Regions from separate parts of the Macaca mulatta genome. Here regions 1 and 2 are each linked to region 3. Evidence: chromatin contacts called from public Hi-C data. All regions are on one chromosome and are shown on one strand. Each heading gives the region's core, a stretch centred on a gene start, on an enhancer-like site or on the middle of the called end of the contact. The rest is flanking DNA. Distances are from core to core; before and after follow the strand shown.

Region 1 (4,466 bases), core at 133-2,632, 510 kb after region 3:
GAAGATTCAATGACTAAAAGGCATATAATGTGCTAATTTTAAAAAACAATTTCCTAAACATTACATACATTTCATTATTTCATTTTTTGTATAAATATTTTTCATTAAAGAGTCCTGAAAGAGATGCATAAAATGTTATTGATTAGGATCTTTGATAGATAGAAGTACGAGTAAAATTAAACTTTCTTTTTATTTGTTTTCTCTAAATTTTCTGCAATGAATATGTATTGCTTTTGTAATAAAAAATTCATGTTGTTAAAGAAAAGAGATACAGGGAGATGAAACAATTTTCTTGGTGACCTGAAGTGTATTTTTTAAAAAACCAAGAGGAAAACCCAGATTTTTTACATCTGGAGTTGGCTAGTAATGTGATCCACATCAGGTAATAAGAGAAGACAGTGTAGCAAGACAATAACAAGAACATTCCAACCATCACAAGATGGTTTCAGGTTAGGATATTTACCCATTTACCACGCTCATATTAGAATCGAGTATATTCTGTGAATCACGCTATGACCATTTTATGGATTATAAATCCATACATTTTAAAATGTTGGTAGTTATTTACACTTGGTAACTTCCAATATTAGAAGAGCTTAAAAAATAACAGTTTGCCATCTTTGATTCTCCAGTGATCATTTGTTTTATATATAACCCTCCATGTTTGGGGCAGCAAGCACAGAAAGTGTCACTTAAACTAGAGACATTGCCAGGAATCTGATTCACAAGTTCTGAGTCAGCTCTCGCCCCAATCTCTCAGTGTTTGTGACTCTGATTAACAAAGTCTGCACTTAGTCTAATTAATTCCCCTTTACTTTTTTTTTTTTTTTTTTTTTTTTTTTTTTAGATAAAAAGGCATTTTTGTGTTTTCTCACTCCATTTGCAGTGGATAAAAATGGATAGACTCTTACCTTTCTGTTTGTCTTGTGGACTGTAAGTGCCAAGTGGATGCAGGGTACTGTTATCATTTCGCCTAGAGGTGGTTACAGCATTTTGACAGTTCTCAAAGCATGGCTTGGAAAATGCCCCGCACTCTGCAGGATCCTAAGAGATAAAAGTAAAAATTATATTTGCATTTTTAATATGTTCAAACTTGGTCAGTTGAAGCAAAGTGAAAGAATGATCGCTGTATGAATAGTCTTTCAAGAGTCTATTACACTTAAGTCCTCAACTCTGGAAACTCAAAATGGCCCTATCAGTGAAAACATCTTTGAGTATAAAATAAAAAGTACTGACAATGTGGTGCTAAGGATTAGGAGTGCTGATAGCCAAAACAAAAGAGGATTAACTTTATTATTCTCTTTTACCACTTACAACTGGCTTCTTTCAAATTTTCTTCCATCTGGGAGTACAGCTTGTGGCAGTGTCAACACAAGAATACAGTTCATGCCAAGGGTGTTTCTCTGCCAACCAGCTGGTTCCTCTCTCTCTCTGCGCCTAAGTGCATATGCTCTAGGACAAGTCAGAACTCAAGCAGGTTCACCTCTGAAATGCCACCAGTGTGTCTCCATGCAGATACTAGGTCTTTGGCCTGGAGCTAAATCAAACTGCTGTGACAATGCCAGACAGCAGTTCTCCTGAGGGTTTTCCCCCCTATATTTCCCCTTCCTATTTTGATTTTTACAGTCTGTAAACACATTCACAGTTTTCTGAAAACTGCTGTGTCTAGAATAACACCCCATGATCCATCTTCCACAGGTGCAGAAGAGGGAATTATTGGAGGAAGTTGATTATAGAGAACTCTTTACTATTTTTTTCAAAAAGGTTGCAGCAAAGAGAATTGGGGTTTGCTCTTCTTCATATTATTTGTCTCAACAACAGATTTTAAGGAGGTAAATGATTTGGAAGCCATCTCATGACTGTTCCCTTGACCACTGGTGAGAAGAATGTACCACAAACAGCAGCACCCATCGATTCCCAAAGCTCTTCTGAGAATAGCATTTGCCTAAAACAATGCACTGGATTTATATTTTCCTCTTTGGTTATAAAAATTCAGTGTCTAGCTAGTCAAACAAATACCTAAAACATTCCATTTTTGCATTCTTAAAAATTAAAATGTTTTCAGCCGCTGAAGGTCCTTTAGCTTTTTGTCAAGGCTTGTAACACTTTTCCCACACCCAGTGTATTACCCTTTCTTCTGAACTGCTAGTCAAACTGAGCCTGGTATAGGAGGCAAGCTAGTCCTAAATTAAAGCTGTAGCTGTAGCAGGAAAGAGAGCTAGGGCTTGCTTTGCACAGCCTTGTGCTTTGATTTAACAGTAACAACAAGAACAAAAAATTTTTTTCTGCTTCCCCAGCTCTTTGATAAATGACACAATCAATATCCCAACAACTGATCAGTAACCAGCCTAATTAAAGTATTCAGCCTGTAAAATAGAGCCGTCGCAGGGCCCTCCATTAGTGTCCCAGCCAATAAAAAATATAATGGATTTTTAAACATATTCTGCTTTTGCCACGATGAGCTGGCAGCAGGGAAGGAAATGTTTTGGGGAAAGGAAAAACAAAATCAGGTCATAACCCATTTTTTAATACCAAGTCTCTAGGCTCAAATAGAATTACAATTGAACCTCAAGCTCATCCTTTGAAAAATATGTTTCTGTTTAAAATGATTCTGATTCAATCAGGGGCTCATTATGTATTCTTCACAAGGTCCTCATCAAAACTGTTTACATATCTTGTACATCTGGGTAATGTGGGAAAAACCCCAACAACTATATATTTTGACTTTTCTTAAGTAGCTTCTTCAGATTTTGAAATATCAATATAATGTTCAAGCAACCATTTTGGTATTCCTGGCAAATCTAACTAATTGATTTGCCTGAATGTATCAACAGTGCTGAAACCTTTTTTTAGGTTATGGATGCTTTTTATTGTACTGGAGGGCAAGTGCTGTTCCACCAGAGAATACAGCAAAAACACGAGCACACAAAATATGCTCTGACACAGTGAAACACAGATTTGAAGATCAAATAGTTGCAATTTTTTTTCAATTTAATAAAGATAAACTGTACATTAGTCTTCTGTCTTTATAAGAAATAATGGTCTTTAATCTTCATGGGTACTGCAGAAACACTCAGTAGCTGAGAGTCAAATGCCTGCTCATTCCCCATAGAAAGCATGTAAATATTAGGGGAACTAAAAATGGATCTTGTTTAAATGTCCTCATAGAAATTGCTTTTTGACCCAGTTCTTATTCTTGATCAATTCCCTGGTGATCTATACTAACATGACACTTTCGATGGCAGGCAACAAATGAGAGTTTCATACTTTCTTCTGATGGAATAATGCCAATCCACCCCAGAGTGTGAGAATTAAAATGAAAATACCTGCAGTAAAGGGGAATGCAAATAGTACAGTGTGCCAACTCAATGGGTCAAAATATATAATGCCTATCTGCTGCCACCTACTAACTCTTTTAGAACCACAGTTATTTCTTTTTTAACTTTTGCTATCTGCACAGGTATGTTATGCTATAGCAGTTTCTTCCAGACTCTTCTATTAGTTGAAGTATCTTTGTTTAAAAAGTCTTAATTGAGATCTGATATGCAGATGCACAGAAGGGATGACTCAGTCATTCGCAGTTCATCCTTTCAACTCTCTCCAATAAATGGGTTCCGTGGAGTCCTGGGGCTCTAGAGTAAGAACCATCCTAAACCAGATGGGGCCAATTCTCTCAGGGCAGGAAGTAGCAGATAAGGGTGTTATAACTAGGTACATAAATAAAGCCCATTAAATATTTATGGAACACTGTCACTTAAGCAGACACAAATGTTGAAAATAAGTTTATTATATTTAGTCTCCAGTAATTGGCCGATTTAAATGTATTTAACATCTATAAGCTTATATAAAGGAGAGTATAAAAGGTACAGCTACTCCTTTCCAGTAGCTGATAATAGAACAAAGTAAGATAGAGCTTGTAACTTTAGCACTCAAGTTTACTCTCTGAGATGAAGTAGGTCTCAGATGTGACATTTTCATTCACTCAATATTTATTAAGCATCTACTACATGTGGGAAGCAAGGACACATTAAGGGATAAAACAGACAACAATATCTGTCATCTATGAATACCGAGCACTCAATTATGTATGTACTTACACAGCCAGGAAATGGCAAATCTAGGATTGTAACCCAAGCAATTCGAAACTCCAGAGCTGAAGCTTTTAACTACAATGAGCCCACTACCATTAACTCCTGATTAACTTGATAAAGCTTTCGTTTTTCAATTTTTAAGCTGAACTCTTTATTAACACTAGTATTTTATATTAGTTTTTTTAATAGTTTTTTTAAAATTTTGTATATTATTGTATTACACAAACACAATTTGGCCTTAGAGAATATCCTGATATGAGAAAATGTGTGATTTGCTGATGTTTTTCTTAACTTTTAGTACTATTAACTTTTTCTTCTTTCCTTTTTCTAAAATTATTTTATGAGCATTTAATAATTATTCTTCATATAAGAGAA
Region 2 (4,744 bases), core at 1,089-3,588, 820 kb after region 3:
GAGTGTGATGGCGCAATCTTGGCTCACTGCAACCTCTGCTCCCGGGTTCAAGCAATTCTCCTGCCTCAACCTCCCAAGTAGCTGGGATTACAGGCGCCTGCCATCACACCCAGTTTATTTTTGTATTTTTAGTAGAGATAGGGTTTCATGACATTAACCAGGCTGTTCTCGAACTCCTGACCTCAAATGATCCGCTCGCCTCAGCCTCCCAAAGTGCTGGGATTACAGGCGTGAGCCACCGCACATGGCCATTAGTTTTATTTCTATCTGCCCTTCTTTTTTACTATTACCCTCCCTCTTCTCTCACTGCCAGATGCCTACTACATTTTCTTTCTCTTATTTGCAGCTAGAATCATTATGTGGACTCAGGTGTAACTTCTGCAGACAGACATTCCCTGATCAACCTTACCCGGTGCTGTTTCCAGCCACTCACACATCATCCTGCTTCTTTATTACTACATTGTAATTTCCTGTTGTTTTATTGTTCCATCTCATGTACTGTTTGCCTCCTCTCAAAAGAATTTGTATTCTATGAATGCACAGACCTCATTAGTCTCACATACCATTAAATGGTCAGCAACTTAAAAGAGTGTCTGGCACAAAATACGTGCTTAGGAAAGTCCTGGGGATGGGTGATGAAGTGTCCGGGGGACAGACGAATAATGAATGGCTGAGGACATCACCGGCTTGAGAAACAGACAATCGAGTCTAAATCTCCCAATTTCAGACCTGGGGCTTGGACTCTCTGAGCTATAGTCGCCCCGCCTGCTAAGACAGGAAAAACAGCTTTCGATATATATTACTGTTGTGAGGACTGAATGGCATTCAAGTCCTCTTTAGGGTAAAAGTCTGAGAATGAAGCCTAGTCAAAATGTGTGTAAAGCAAGAAAAAGTAGATCTTGAACAATATTCTGCCTGTAAAGCATATACGCTTTAGTGTCTGTCCTCCTTATGCAGAGTTTCACTGCTCAGATCTTTCACATGTAACACCTCTGTTTATCTGCTAATTATCTACTAGTTATTTAATAATCATTGCATTATAATTATCTTTATGTTTTTACTTACCTAATAGTTAGATTAGTAAAATGCTCTTTCTTCAAGGGAAGTGCTTATTAAAGCCAAATCAAGAACCACCTCCCTACCCCTTACTTCTTTAGAAATTGTTTAAAATACTGTTTACTCCTCTCTAGATTTGAGAAGCAAATAAGAACAGAATACAGAGGGACATTAAAGTTTAAGAAGATACAATTCCCAGTAAAAGACTCAAGAGTAAAGCCTACAAGTAACTTAAAAAGCAAGACAGTGTAGAGTTCAAATAAGTATTTGGTTTATGCAGTATCTGCCCAATTAGGTAAATGAAAATTATTCATACAATTGCCCAGATATGTGAACAGCACAGAGCTAAAGTTAATCCAATTAGAGAAACACACAGAAGAATTTATTACAATTAGATTCTCAAAGTAAGTAGATGACCTTTGACAACTTCTGTCCTAACAGATACTAAGCAGTATGACAGCAATCTGGGCACATCTCTTAGGACGTCAACACACTGAATAACAAGTCAAGAAAACTGCATAGCTAGCTCAATAAAAAGCTAAGCAAACAACTAAACAAACACAAAAAATGAATACTTTCCCCCCAAAGTGCTCTGTAGACATGGATAAGATACAGTGACGAGATCATCTAAATGTCCCTATATACAGGGAAACTGAAGACGCCGTTTTATCCAAAACATTTTAAGCGAAACTTTTAATCCTTCCTCGTGAAATATTTTCTACATTTTTATATAATTATATGCATACATATATATTACATGTATATTATACACATAACTATCTATAGATGCATCTATCTATAAAATGTGTGTATATAAAATTTGGCAGATAAGTCCTAAAACAATTGCCATATGCTTTTCCCGTCATTTTCTGTATTTTGTGGATTTCTGAGATAATTATAATCTTTTGGAAAACAAAACAAAAATAATTATATTTTTAATGAAAACACATTTAATCTAGTTTTGAGCCAATAGTGTTAAGAATGGGTACATATGTAGCTGGGTGTTTTTCTTTGTTTTGGTTTTGGGAGTTTGGGGTTTTGTTTTTTGAGCTGCTCAGTAACAAATGATAATTAAAGAACTGTGTGATTGTCCATTTTACTGACTGTGTTTTAGACATTCAGGCTTTCTCTTCCATGCTCTCTTTCAGAATAAAGGGACAAGAAGGCTTTAAAATGGGGTTTTAATCAACTTAATGCCACAAGTAGATGAAGAAGAGCCACTGGCCTTGTATACATTTACAAAAGATCTCATAGCTCCATCTAGCTCCAGACGGGGGAACTTAGAAAATAATGCAGAATTACACCCAACAGGACTACCAACACATAAAAGGGAAATCAGGAAGAGTCAAAATGAAACTATTATGCAAGCAGTGAGTTTGTAAGTGCAGGAAATTTGTCAATTAACACTGATTAAAAAGAATATTCATTAGCTAATTGACAGTTGATTTTCTAAAGAAAAAAAATCATTCATATCATTATTATTTACTTTTCTAGCACTTCATGTTTAAAAAATAGAAAAGATAACGTGAGAAGGGATTAAAATTGAACTTTTTTCCCCACATTGAAAATGTTATTCTGTCTCATACATTGTTCTAAGTGTTCTGAATTCTGCCTTCAGCTCAGGAAAACAAAGAGGAAGCTACTTCTAAAGTTAAAATTGAAGGATAAATCAGGATATGATGCAGAAATATGACATGATTAGTATTTTTTATTCAAACAATAGAGTCTGTCGAGTTGTTTATAGTCTACAATAAATCAAGGGAAATTCACACAAAGTCCCCAAAAGGGGGTTATTTAAAAACAGAATTACAATTCATGAACAGTCTACAAATATCTCTGTAATGTAAAAACACAAAAATAAGCAGTAAAATACTAAACAATTAATGAGAATACAGCTAGGAAAATAACTTTGGGCCTAAAATTAAGGAGAGCCAGGAAGAACATCTAAAGTCATTATTGCAAATTGCATTTCCTTAAACTTTAATGTCCCAATATTCAGATACATGTATGATCATACGTTAAAACATAAGGAGTTGGGGTTTGGATTTGATGATACAAAATTAAAAAGCATAAATATTTTATTATGTTTTAAAAATGTTTTCAAACAATTTAAAATGTCTTAATAATAGACAGGCAATCTCACATTTCTGTAAATATAATTTGTTGCCGAGGATCTCAAAACAAACATAAAAATCCCTGAAACCAAAAACAAATGGGTATTTAAGCGAATTTAACTAGTTTTCAAATAAAATATTCAAAAGATACAAAGGAAACATTATGTGTACCTCTTTATTCACTTTAAAAAACCAACTCATATTTGTGTATTATTTTTATTCAACTGAAATGCAACAAAATTTCCAAGTTAATTTCATAGAGCATAAAAGAGCATATTTAATTATTTGCTCTTCTTACAAACTCTTCAACATGTGTCCTCATCTTCCTATTTTACTTAGCAAAGTGATCAGATGACCGTAATCAACCAGGACAGCTCTGGCTTGAAACGCTTACCCTGAGCATTTCATTCTCCTCATCTTTGAGATGGAGACATGACCACCTATTTCCTGGCTTGTCAAGAGTATTAAATCCCTAGCAGAAGGATAGAGCTTCACTATCAGTCTCTTCTCTTGCTCACAATGCCAAAACCTAGCATGCAAACAGAGCACAGGCATTTGATAGGGACTCTTAGCAACTTTTAAATTAATTAACATCATTTTTTTTTAACTTCAGCTAGGGATATTCTGAATTATAGTTACAGTAAGAGGTATTCTGGTAGTTATCCAATTAATTGTCATGCTCAGCACTTTATTTGGCTTGAAGCCTGACAGCATACTTAAGTTTACTGGCTTCTCAACCTAAGGGGACTTTCTCTGCCACCCCAGCCAAAACGCTTATACTGGGGGCCTTGGAAAAGAGCAAGAGAGAGACAGAGAAATGGAGGGCAAATGGAGTGTTATCCAGAGAAAACAAATGCCTGTTTCACTAGTATGCCTAGGTAAGTCTCAGAGGATAGAAAGGAGGAATGAGTGGCCTCTGCATCCTGTTCTCACATTAGGTATAACCCTATCAGAAAACACTATGCTGACCAGTGGCTAAGGTAACAGAAAACTGGTAATTGACTGGATATCACTCACCTGCAGCCACTGTGGAAACAAGGATATTCTGATATTTAATTATAAACAAAACATTAAAAACACCAGACACATATCTTTGAAACAATTCCAAAACACTTGAGGGGAGCAAGGCAGGAATATCCAAAAGTTAAGGGTAGCAATGAGACTGAATATCCATATTTTTTTCCTCTATTTTCAGTATTCTTTGATCCTAGATAAGAAAAATATTCATCACCTCCATGTCTCAGCCCAATGTAAAAAGACTGCATAAAAAGAATCACAGCCAACAAAAATAAACTATCTACATTAAAAGGAAAACCTCATACTGCATCAAAGAAGTCACTGAAATACTTTGTTTCCCTAGGTTCCTAGGTATTCCTAAATATAATCTCTGTAAAGACAGACAAATACAATCTTTAAGGCTCTAATTTTATGTTTGGCAAAACCCAGAAATTATCAGTGGTCTAATAAGCTAAATATTTCTCTCTTACATGAAAGATCATCAGAGGTATCTTTTTCTTAGAAAGATTAGAAGCACAATTCTACCTGTAACTCTGTGCTTGTCAAAGTTTACTAAT
Region 3 (4,886 bases), core at 973-3,472:
TGGGACCCCCCACCCATCCCTTTGATAGGATTTGCAGCTGCCCTGAAGACCACTTATGGCAAAGAAAGAGCTGCAAACCATTTCTTTGCCAAAGAAATGGCAAAGGCATTTCTGAATTTTCTTCCCCCTTCAAATAAATGCCCAAGCTTTAAGTGGTGCGTGTGCTGGATGGGGGGCGTGGAGAGAAGGAAGGGTGACAGTACCAGATGCAAAGCTAGGACCCACTAGCTGATGTTCTGGGGGATGCCCAGGAGGCTGCAGAGTTAGCCCTGCCACTGCCGCCATCACCTTGCAAGTGCCTTGGGTGAGGGCACTTCGGGAAGGCTTTTTCGCCTTTCTTTCACCCGTTTCCTCCATAGATGGTTTCTCCATCTCCAGTCACCTGTAGCAGCTGCTAAGAGTTTTGTTGTCAGATTCCAGACACTGTTCTCAGTGAGGTAGAGAGGCTCACTCTAGAGAGTGGTCCCAGGAAGGAAGCACAAACCCCACTGCATTCCCCATGGATTCCCCTTTCCAGAGCCTTGCCGCTCCCCACAAATGCGGTCCCCAGACTGTTCTGGGCCTCGAAGTGCTCATCTCCACAGCAGCCTGTCCACACACCCTTTTTGGCAGTGGTTGAGAACAAATTCCACTCAAAAGTTTCTAACCACGAGTGAGAGACCTTTGAGGGCCTGCAATTTGTTTTAGCTAATAAGAATTTCTAAAAGAACATATGATTTACTTTCCCAGACGACACATGGATGAAGAGAGAAGAGACCAACTGTCTTGGTTGCCAGCAGTGCCCAACCCCAAGCCCCTATCTCAGCCACAAGCCAACTTGCTCCACCAGCCTGAGCCCTATGATTCTGAGGCATAACCAGCCATTCTCCAAAGAATCGACAGCATTTGAAAACCAAAACGAAACTCTTGTCTTTCCCAAGCCCTTCAGTGAACATTGCTCCATGTAGCTAAGTGGAGGGAATGCAAATGATTTATATTGCACTGGCTGGTTGGAGAAACTCAAGGGAGATGTGTTCTGCTTCAAGACAGGGAAAAAAAATTCCCAAAAACTGTAATGCAAAGGCTTTGTAGTATTTTTAAACCTTTGATTCAGTCCATATGTGACATCTGAACACCGCCAAATTCTGTTTCAAAACACACACACACACACACACACACACACACACACACACACACACTCCTAGCAGGAGAGAAAAGTTGGGTTTTAGCAACAGTGGTGGTGTAGGAAGGGCCGGCCGGGATCTCTCTTTAAATTATTGAGTACTGAGGGAGCCTCCTTCTGTGCCTTTCTGCGTGGCCTTCCTGCTTTAGCGGTCGCTTTTAAAGGGGAAACCATGTTGCAATAAATAGAAAAAACTTTCAGTGGCTTACCTGGTTGGCCTCTCACTTGGTGTCTTGAAAAGTAGAGGGCTAAGAAAACCCAGGTGAGAGGAAACATATCCATTTTGGAGAAGGTGGCTCTCTCCAGAGCTGGGTTCGTAGGTTTCTTGTTTAAATCTTTGTGTTTTTCTCTCTTATTTTCTTCCGTACAACGTCTTATGCAGAGGTTTCTAATGGTCAGTGTTTCCCTCCTGAGTCCTGGTGGCTTGTCTTCACCTTTATTCTTGCTGGAATTTCCACCTCACCAGGAGGAGAGTAGCTCCTGAAATCAGCAAAGAGGGAACAAGCCGGGAAGAGGACACGGCTTTCCTCTCAAAAACAAAACGCATGTATGTTCTCTCCAGTTCCTCAAAGTGTCATTTCCTTTATCCTACAATATCACGAGTATTTCCCGAAAGCCAAGCGTAACAATAATGATAATAATAATAATTAAAGCCAAGACTTGCCTTGGGCATCACACGGCCCCCAGGCAGCTGTGTGATCTCAGAGGCGTAAATTGACACACATCCCGCGGCACCCTTGACGGACACGCGGGCAGAGGCAGCAGCCGCTGGACAGCCGGAGTGGAAGGCGGCCGCCCTGCTCTTGTCCTCGCCGGGTTCCCCCGGCGGGAGCCTCCACCGGCGGCTACACCCGCTTGGCCAGCCTCTCGAGGGGAGTCTGAGAAAGGAAGCTGCTGCTGCTGTTGCTGCTGGTGGTGCGGCGGCTGGGATCGCCTGGGAGTGAGCGAGCCCCTCTCCGAGTTCGCTGGCGCCCGCCCTCACCTCCACCTCGCCCAGTGTCTGCGCGGCTGAGGATGTGCTGGGGGCCGGCTGCAGGCTGGTGCCTCGCTCGTGATCTCTGCCTCCCCTCCGGCTCCCCACTGCCTTTTCAGGCCGAGCAGCATGTGGATGTCAGAGCCGCGGCAGAGCTATCCGATTACGCGCCGGCTCAGGGCCCGCCCCTTCTGTGTTCCTGATTAAAGAGGCAGCCGCGGAGACGCGCGGCGCAGAGCCGAGTGCCGCGGCACCCACCTCGGGCGGGGCGGCGGCAGCTTCTCCCGGGCCGCCGCAGGATCGAAGTTAAGGCGGCGCCTACCCCACAGCCCCTCGCCCGCCCCGCATCTCCCGATCGCCCCCGCGCACCTCCGCGCCGGGCCTCCAGTGCGTAACGCCCTGGGGAAGAAGCGCCCCCCGGCACCTCCAGGGCGCGCTGCCCTTGGCCGTGTCGCCCCCACCCGAGGGAGACCCCGGGGGAAGGGGGGGAAGCCTTGTTCCCCCTAAATTCCACGACTCCGATGCCACACACGCAGAATCCAACACAATGCCACGCGCAATGGCGTTACAAGAGGAGTTGGGTGGCGTACGGTGTTTGGGGTAGCAAGCCGGTCGGCAGCTCAGCCATGCGTTCGAACAGGCAGCGGTGCGTGGCGGCGACACACACCGTCAGCCCGGGCTGAATAAAACCCCAAACACTCGCTGCGTTTACTACTCAGATCCTTTGTTATGTCCCAAACATGCTCTGCTCCTCTCTGGGTTAGGATTTCGTTATCCCTGCGCTTTTAACTTGTAACTATCCTAAAAAGAGGAAAGACTTTCTTCAGCAAAGGATTTCTTCAGGTAATTAAATTGGATTCCCTCAAGTCCCCCCGAAAAAGTATGGGTGCTTGAAGGCTTCTCATCCAAATGCTACTGTAACTACGTCTATTCACATTTTCCCCCATAGAAACGTGGTCACAAAGCCCAGAGAAAGAAAACAGCATTATGCCAACTATTTTTAAATGGAGGCGTGAAAACTGTTTAGAGGGAACTGCAAACTAACAGTTGGGGAAACACTTGTATCTTTGTTTCTGAGGATGGCTTTGTGGATTCCAAACTGTCTTGCTTCACCAGACACCTATTACTACATTATCATAAAGACTCCCACAGAAACAGCCTAAATTACACCCTGCACATGTACACCTTTTCTGCCACAAAAGAGGTATATGAAAAATAAGAACATTCAGAAAACTGTTTACAGATTAAGATTTTTTTTAATTAAGAAAGTAAAATTTTCCGTAGATTAAGAAAAATACAGTTTCAGTGACAAGGAACACACACCTGACTGTCCCATTTTCTTCTTGGCTTGCACTTGTGGATTCTTCTGCGTGGTTTCCCTCCTTATCTGGACTTGCCCATTAGCTTTGTTTATCACTTTTCGTGTTTGAAAAATCTGTAACTCCCACTTAACTGTTATTTACACTGAGATAACCAAAACAAAATTCAATCAGAAGTGATTTGCAAATAGTTGAGCCAAGCTGTGTTGGGGGTGGGGCGGGATTTTAGAGTGGAAATCCACAGGCTGAGTGTCACGCAGTTAATCTCAGATGCCTGGTTGGGAAAGGCACAGAGCAGAGGCCTCTGAGCTCTTTCAGGGAGCATGTCTCCTGGCTAGCCTAAAATGCTGCCTTTCATTCCCTCTTTGCCTCCCTCCTTCCCCTTCCTCCCTCCTTTCCTTCCTTCTTCCTTCCTTCCTTTCTAGGCTTGAGAGAACATCCACATCATTAAAAACTCCAGACTTAAATTTCTCCTCTTTAAAGCTCAATTGTAAAGAATGACTCCAAGCCTCAAATATTTAACAAAGTAAAGAGGCAGTTCGGATTATTAACCTTAAGCAGAGATCCTAGTTTATGTCATTGCCAAGATGCTAATCTAAGGACAAATAACACTATCTGTAGTGACAGTCCCTGAATAGAGAGGGTCATTTAGTATCACCTCTCCCCGCCACTCACCAGGCATGCCAAACCATTTTAGCCAGTGCCCAACGTGGGAGACTCCTATTTCTGAGAATAATGTAGCCTGGGTTTAGGTGAAGGGCACTGTGAAAGGGGCAAAGAAGAGAGAAAAAGTAAACCTAAAGTCCACTGGAGAACCATAAGAATGACAACCCTGGACTTCTGATCTTGGGGTCTCAGGGATGAAGGTCCCCATCAGGCTGCTTCCAGAGTGGAGAAAAGTGAGAATCAGTTTTATTCCTGGACCTGGTTGCCCACACTATGACTTTTCATTTATCAGAGGTGTCATACAGGGGATGCTCACTTACTTCCTGGGAGTCCTCTGTGCCAGGGCTGCAAGACTTCTCACTGCCCTTGACTGAAGGCCTTATTTCCTGCAGCTGGACAGAGAGTGAGTCTCAGGTTTCCATCCCTGGGGACTCAAGCTGCCAGACCATTTTTTAATCCTCTAGGGGGCAGCACTCAATAAATAATGGTAACACCACCTAGGGTCACACTTCTGGTGGTGCTTTTAATTGCAAGGAGTTCAAAGTGCTTTATCAGACCAGGAGATTCAGAGTGAGGCCGATCTCTCCCCAGCCTACTCTGAACAAGACCCCACCGGCCCAGGGAGGGCTTAGAATTGTTTTAACCTAAGACTTCCAAGGACTCTTGCGAACTAAACACAAACCCCACATGTGCCACATGGAAAACAAATCTTTAGGGAAATTCTTCACACTGGGGCTGGCTCAGACCTGCCAGTCTTGTTTCCCTC

Evidence for each region. A called contact is a pair of places that touch in the nucleus more often than the background predicts.
Region 1: a Hi-C map of fetal cortical plate shows a contact between it and region 3, with 2.7 times the contacts expected there. The contact joins the enhancer-like site here to the promoter of NRP2 in region 3. A contact is called at or near these places in 2 of 14 Hi-C or Micro-C datasets (fetal cortex germinal zone and fetal cortical plate).
Region 2: a Hi-C map of fetal cortical plate shows a contact between it and region 3, with 5 times the contacts expected there. The contact joins the enhancer-like site here to the promoter of NRP2 in region 3. A contact is called at or near these places in 4 of 14 Hi-C or Micro-C datasets (cortical neurons, fetal cortex germinal zone, fetal cortical plate and 1 more).

The regions. Positions count from the first base shown.
Region 1 is chr12:110,421,902-110,426,367 of T2T-MMU8v2.0, reverse strand. It overlaps PARD3B (par-3 family cell polarity regulator beta), which reads right to left. Exons shown (of 25, transcript XR_013402125.1): 13 at 912-1,044. Among named protein-coding and RNA genes, the nearest start is that of NRP2, 520 kb to the left of the region's middle. Within about 2 kb of position 1,382, at least 4 of the 40 cell types and tissues checked have an H3K27ac peak or open chromatin away from gene starts, as enhancers often do. A contact at or near this core is called in fetal cortical plate, where this site is marked.
Region 2 is chr12:110,113,740-110,118,483 of T2T-MMU8v2.0, reverse strand. All of the region lies in intron 2 of PARD3B (par-3 family cell polarity regulator beta), which reads right to left. Among named protein-coding and RNA genes, the nearest start is that of PARD3B, 330 kb to the right of the region's middle. Within about 2 kb of position 2,338, at least 5 of the 40 cell types and tissues checked have an H3K27ac peak or open chromatin away from gene starts, as enhancers often do. A contact at or near this core is called in cortical neurons, fetal cortex germinal zone and fetal cortical plate, where this site is marked.
Region 3 is chr12:110,937,056-110,941,941 of T2T-MMU8v2.0, reverse strand. It overlaps NRP2 (neuropilin 2), which reads right to left and starts at 2,222. Exons shown (of 17, transcript XM_015110774.3): 1 at 1,372-2,222. The coding sequence starts at 1,444.